2 separate regions of the Danio rerio genome follow, and region 2 is linked to region 1. A link is a contact called in public Micro-C data. All regions are on one chromosome and are shown on one strand. Each heading gives the region's core, a stretch centred on a gene start, on an enhancer-like site or on the middle of the called end of the contact. The rest is flanking DNA. Distances are from core to core; before and after follow the strand shown.

The links. Hi-C and Micro-C count contacts between places; a contact is called where the count stands out from the background.
Region 2: a contact with region 1 is called in a Micro-C map of caudal fin, with 6 times the contacts expected there. The contact joins the promoter of cebpb here to the promoter of inka2 in region 1. A contact is called at or near these places in 4 of 18 Hi-C or Micro-C datasets (caudal fin, embryo, hematopoietic stem cells and 1 more).

What each region holds. Positions count from the first base shown.
Region 1 is chr8:30,196,372-30,199,936 of GRCz12tu, forward strand. It overlaps inka2 (inka box actin regulator 2), which reads left to right and starts at 1,577. Exons shown (of 3, transcript XM_073910455.1): 1 at 1,577-1,929. ddx20 (DEAD (Asp-Glu-Ala-Asp) box polypeptide 20) reads right to left here and starts at 2,101. Exons shown (of 12, transcript NM_001123323.1): 1 at 1,738-2,101.
Region 2 is chr8:30,387,285-30,390,849 of GRCz12tu, forward strand. It overlaps cebpb (CCAAT enhancer binding protein beta), which reads right to left and starts at 1,662. Exons shown (of 1, transcript NM_131884.2): 1 at 145-1,662. The coding sequence starts at 1,454. The coding sequence ends at 612. All of the region lies in intron 4 of LOC137496363 (a long non-coding RNA gene), which reads right to left.

The sequences.
Region 1 (3,565 bases), core at 327-2,826:
AACTGTCATAATGAAATCATGACAAAGCCATTTGACTATCTTGTTCATAAACAATGGTGTCAGGACTTCATCTTGATGACACTGACACTTTCATTGACATCAATACTTGCTTTTGAGGAATGAGCTATCCATTTGATGATTTGAAACACATCTATTTGAGCATGTGACGCGCTTTTGCAGGTTATCAACCAGGTTTTTCAGTTTGTACTAATTGTTTTGAGAAACGCATTAACTGTTGTGCAAATGTAAAAAGTGTTTTGAGAAATGCGCCAAAGCCACTGAGAAAAACTGTAATTGTATTATCTTTCTATATCAAAAGATGTTTGGTGACTAAAATACAGTTTTATTAAATATTTCTGTTTAATACACCTGTTTTGTTCAAATGCACCAAAATATATTACTTATATTCACTGAGAAATGGAGAAAAATATTCAGTTTCAAGATGGGGAATAATCAATTATGCTGGGCACTGTAAAACTTTATAGAATTTGTAAAACGGTAATTATTGTGACCTGTAGTATTCTTAATTAAATATATAAATGAATAAGCGACCGTGCTAAATTGTAATATAATTACTTTATTAATTACTGAATTGGTAAAACACAGATGTAACTGAAACAAAGATTTAATATGACATCTAACAAAACTATTTGGGGCTGCACTGTGTGATTCTGAAATAGTCTTTTAATATGTTTCATGCAACATGATTTTTGTTTTAAATTGACCTGACAAACATTTTTTTGGTAAATAACACATTTTAGTGGGTGTCTTCTTCTAAATTAATACATTATAATATTGAAAAATATGAAAACAACTTAACAGGAAACCTATATACAGGAAACCTAATAGGTTTACAAAGGCTATCTTTTGTAAAGAATGCATATGGCAATAACAATGTTGTAACAGAATACCAAAAAAAATTCATTTAAACTGAGTAATTCCTTGAATAAGCTGTTTCAATACCATATTAAGGGATGTAATCAAAAACAATGGTCCCAACCATTTTTATTTGGTCCAATGGTCCAACCATTTTTTATTTATGCAGCTTCCAAGAATTCTAAACAAGTTACATATTGATAAAGTTATGATAGCTGTTTTAACATTAAGCTATGATTGAATTGCTTCTTGTTACAGTTCTGAATTAGTTCGATAACAAGCAGGAAATGCTCATGATCCACAGGGCCAATAACATGACCTCATTGAAATTGTCTATAGGATCTTTTGTCAATAATACACATTTTATAAAAAGAATCCATCTCTAAAATAATTAATTAATGAATTAATCTTAAACATATGTAAATGTATGGTATATATATATATATATATATATATATATATATATATATATATATATATATATATATATATATATATATATATACATGTATATTTAACAAAATCACAGTTTCCTAACACGGACTAAGGCTCTTCCCCCCGTCTAAAATCCAATCAAAGCACAGTTAAAGTTGTACGATTGTCCCTCTATTGTTATGCACGAACCCTCTATTCTTCCTGAACTGACCACTGGAGCGAAAGCAAGAGTTGTTTTGTTGACGGACAACCGTTAGTTAATCCCATTCAGGGACTTTCCCTCAAATCATCAGCTCTTTTACACCACATCAGTGCCTCCTTCTGCTCGGGGGCACGGATGTCTCCTGAATATGTAATGTGAAGAGTGTCAGAGGCTAGAGAAGGAATATTATATTAACATAACGCTGGTTATACTTCATCACTGACCTGAAACTAAAGCGAAGGAAACCAAAGATCTTAGCGGCAGCGACATCAAATTGGATGGAGATTTAAATCAATCAACCTGCTTGTAGCATTAAAATAATTTCATTCTGTAACGTTATGTCGGCAAACATGGAGGAAGGGAAAACGGATATCGATGACATGAAGAGCAACCTTCATCGTCTAAGAAATGAACTGGTGAGATTTTCTTGATCTTAATCGGCACTTACTTTCACAGCACAGGTGTGGTTCTGTGTTAACAGTATTCTTTGATATGTACGTGTATGTAATTATTGTATCTTCGCGTTATGAACAAATTAGTGCGCGTTTCACCGGCTCGGTTCTTCTTCACTTATCTGTTTTGTTTGCGGTGAGTTGTTGACGTTCATCCAGCTGTTGGCTGCGTGCCGGTGCGTGCAGCGTGAGAAAGGTGCAACCTGATTGGAAGCGGCTGTTTGAAAGGAAGCCGCTGATTGGCTGGCACTATGTCTTCTGTAATGTTTTAAAATTTGAGTTCTGAGTGTCTGCGTGCGACCATCACACAGCAAAAACTATATGAGATAAAAACCACCAGAAAAACGTGCTTGACTAATATTTCACAACAACCGATCATTTTAATGTAATGTTGATTTATTTTGGGAACACATGGTAGGTAGTATTAAGTAAGCTAACTTATACAAAAGGTATTTATTAATCTGCGTTGATGTCTGTTTGTATATTTACTTTTATTTAATAATATTTAGATATTTTAATGTTAACTAGGATTAATAAATGCTTTAGGGGTATTTTTTAACGTTATAGGGTAAAAACACTTCATTATCACCACACTCTGCCCCGCTGGTTAACGTAATTACATAATGAATTGTATTATTTTTGTATTGCAAATTTTCTAAATTGTTCAGTTTGATCAAATATGTGCTTATTAGCATACTTTTGCAGCACAATAATTTGAATGGTAAATAAAGCCTCACAATTCTTTCTTACATTTTTTGAATAAAAGGCTTTCACTGAGTAAAATTTGGGTTTCCTTTTTAACACTCCATAATCCAGACAATACTGTGAATTAGGGCTGGGCGATTTGGCCCAATTGAACATTTAACTCAATTACAATTACTAAAAGATTGTTTTATTTGTTCACTTTATTTTTTGCCTTCATAATTCACTGACAAGTTTTGTACAGTAAATATGCTCACATATTACAAGAGATTTCTGAATGAAGGCTGCATTACTTGATTTTAAAATAATTGAAGGAAAACACACATTACTGACTATATATGATAATTTATTGAACATCAACGTTGAACAAAAGAAATTAAATCACACAATGGCTAAAAAAAAGTTGAGAGTAAGCAGTTTTACTTTTAAATAAAATCTAATTTTATATCCTGTAAATAATATTGTAAACAGTGCATTTCTTGAACCTTCTGTAAACAAATATTTTAATGTAAATGGTCATTTTATTGTAATAAAAATATGCCGTCTCAAGGCATGTCTGGCACAGCTTCCAATCATCATCAATGGAATGCAAAGATGTAGCATGTAGTTAAATTTTTGAGAGATGTGCGGGTATGTGACCAAGTGAAGGCTGCGCCAGCCTACACCATACCTGTGCATTCAATGCAGAAGTATAAATCAGCCATAACAGAGTGGGGTCACATGACTCCACACATGGTAGGGAAAGTAATTGAAAAAAATTACCTGGAAAAATTAGATCGTTATAGGCTCTGGACATCGATTCCGATTATTTTACGATTAATCACCTAGCCCTACAGTGAAAAGCCAAAAAAGACAAATAATAACAATAGTAATAACCATAATGTAAGTAATAACAAAG
Region 2 (3,565 bases), core at 412-2,911, 190 kb after region 1:
AAACCATTGAAACTAAAGTGAAAGCAAGAATAGGCTACATACTGCATAATGGAAACTGAATCTCAGCAGCTGTGCGTGCGTGAATGGGTGGGTGTGTGCTAATATGTTTTTGACAGCAGTAATAAAATGCTTAGACACATATGATTCCAGTACAGTAAAAATCATTTAATTCAATAAAATAGTATATAACAGCAGACCAGTTGTACCTTTATCATCTTTATAAGATTTCTTCACTGCGTTTCCAATACTGTTACAATGAGTTGCATCATACCTCTGCAGTACAACTCTTCCCATGACAACCACTGCCCCAGATATGGCGAAAGGAATTTAAATAACAGAATATTAAACAGTAGATATCTCACTTTAGAACCCGTACAAAAATACTTTACAGACGAAATACGTGACAGGGTTTCCAGATTACCAGAGCTGTACCGAGCACACGGTGGGGATGTTGCGCAATCCAGGCGCACAGTCCACTTTCATGTTTTTCTCTCGGCTGTAAACGCGTCGAACGAGCGCTCGCCCGTTTTTCCAATCGACGGCAGAAAACTTTTGTTGTAAATTCTGCACTCTTTAAAGTCACTGAGTCATTAAGCACCACGGGAGTCCCGTCAGCACTGGCCGGTGGCGGAGAGCAGGTTCCGCAGCGTCGCCAGTTCTCGTGACAGCTGCTCCACGCGCTTCTGTAACCGGTCGTTCTCGGCCGCGAGCTCGAGCACTTTGTGCTGCGTCTCCAGGTTGCGCATTTTGGCTTTGTCTCTGCTTTTGCGGACGGCGAGATTGTTCCTCTCGCGTCGCTGTCTGTACTCGTCGCTGTCCTTGTCCAGCCGCTTCTTGCCTTTCCCGCTTGAGGTCATTTTACCGCCCGCTTGAGGTGATCTTCCCTTACCTGACGGCGCAGGTGTACCTGGCGGGCTCGAGCAGGAGGAAGACGCGGTCGAAATGTTCCCCAGGCTGCCGCTCGGAGCAGTCTGGTACGGCAGGTACGAGCGCATGTCATAGCCACCGGGACCATCCATTGGCGTCTCTTCGTGTCGCCCGTTACTTTTGGCAAAACTGCCCATAAAGTCCGGGCTGAACACGGCGTCTATGCGCGTCTCCTGCAGCTCCGGGTACGCCAGCTGGTTCGGGTCCCGCTCGGTCAGCGAGATGTAGTTCTTGTAGTTCTGGAGCGCTGCTCTCTTGCTCTTGTTCTCCTCAGAGAGAAAGTCGCTGTAGATTCCCAGTGCGCGGTGCCGGTGGCTTTCGTCTTGGCTGGCCAGATGCTGGTACTGGGGCAAAGAGTCCAAATAGATGCTGAAGTCTATGGCTTTCTCGTGCTCAGAAATATCATGAAGCTTCGTCATGGAGCCGTTGACTGGCTGCTTGCATACACCGTCGCTGACCGGACTGCTGCTGGCGTTAGTGCTGTGGAAAGCGAGGTAGTCCCCCTCGTAAAAACCGGCCACTTCCATGGATCTTAACACCCGCCGGATTGCGGCAGGACGGAGATCAGGGTTTCGCCGCCCCTGAGAACTTCGCAAGTTTCACCGACTACAAGTGCAGAAATAAAACTCACGCGAGGATTCGAGAGTCTTCGATGGCAGAAATAACTAGATGACTTTGGTCTAGTTGTATGTAGGTGATAGGTTGCCTGCCCAGCGTTCGCTGGAGAGCTCGAGTCAGTTTTCATGTCTCGGATTGAGGAGTTTATAGGGGTGTGAGAGTGGGCGGCGATTCTCGATTTGGTATGTGACGCGTTTTTCTGGTTTGACCGCACACTAACAACTTAAAAGCGGGGTGCTCAAATCACTGAATAACAAAAGAAAAAAATATACACGACATAAACATATGCAAATGCGCTGAACGTGGGGTTTTATATAATTAGAATCAGAATCAGATTTAATGGCAGGTACACACAAGACTTTGAGTAGCCTATATTTCACACACAGCTTAGTCTAAGAATACAAAATATAAAAAATATAAAGTGTTTGTTATTTGAACAAGTGAAACACAAACACACACACACACACACACACACACACACACACACACACACACACACACACACACACACACACACACACACACACACATTGCCTATATAAGTGGAAATAACAGGGTCTAATTAAATGAAGAAACAATATTGTAACATTTAACAATAGCAATAGTCTGTTCAACACAGATCTCCCTCTTTGTGTAATTATTAGGATTCTTTACAAGGTTGCATCCTTATTATTTTCTTACATACCCACCGAACTATAAAGACAGCATCCATAAGTAAAGTGATAAAAACATCAGCTGGTTGGTGTACAACACTACTGTATGTGCTATGGGCATTTTTGGTCATTATTTAAGAAATATCTGACAATTTGATCAGTCAAAATAAAGTCTTCTGTAGTGTAATAGCTAATTGAGCAACAAAGGCACAATTGGCTGTATACTGTATGGTAAATATAGTCACTCATTGCAATCTACCAGCCATGACTAACAATGCAGTACAACATTGAGTGTCCTATTGCTTTTTTATTGATGACCACACACCAAAAGTCATTTTGGTTATTAATGTTATTAGGTAAACTCATTTAGCAACATTATTCAGTCAATATGACGATAGTCCTTGATTTGCCAGCAAGATTAAAAACAAGTACAATTAAGAAGAAAGGAAATAAAATATAAAATTCTCTATGGGGATGTGCAGCGAGGAAGTGGTCAAAGTTGGTATTGAAAATAACAGTAGATTGAGCAATCAGTTGTTAGAGCTATAAATGTATGTTTTATAACTTAATTTCAAAATTTAGTTTTTAATTTAGCCTACTTATAAAGTTGCCATCATGGATTATGATCTAAATCCAGGATCTGTTAAATCCTTTCTAGTTAATTAATTTATTCACATTATTCGTCGATTTCATATCATCAATGTCTAGTCTCAGCTCTCTCAGAGGGCCACTGCTTGCAGCAACAAATTTGTCCTTCTTCAGTAATGTGCTCAGTCTGCCACCTGCCGGGTCAAGATAGCACAACACGAGCTGCTGAACTGAGTTTCATCATTGACATCCATAAGCACACTTCTTCACCATTTTTCAATAATAGCGTTTCTTTCGTACCTTAACATTTACCATGTGTTCACCAAAGTGCAAAAAGATGAGGCTCAGTAATAATAAATACATTTCACCACAATTTTTTTTCGATATTGTGTTATTTCATATTAGATTAGATTAAACTTTTTTTGCTATTTCACATGTACAAGACAACGAAATGCTGTTTAGGTCTTACTAGAAGTGTAATAGCATCATGTGCAGGATATAGGTAAGTTATAATGGTCAATAATAGAAAAACTATTAGTAATATTTACAGATGGATGTACTATGAACATTATATACAGGTTGTATTGGCTATAAACAGATTTACAATATGAATACATACAGGTTGCTATTATTAATCAGAAGTATGCAGATATATAGAAAAATAATTACTAATGTATATGTACAGTGGGTACAATTCAAAAAGAATTAGTGCAATGTAGTGCGATAAATATGTGAAACTTTTAAATGTGCAAATATGAAATAGTGCAGTGATTATGGGG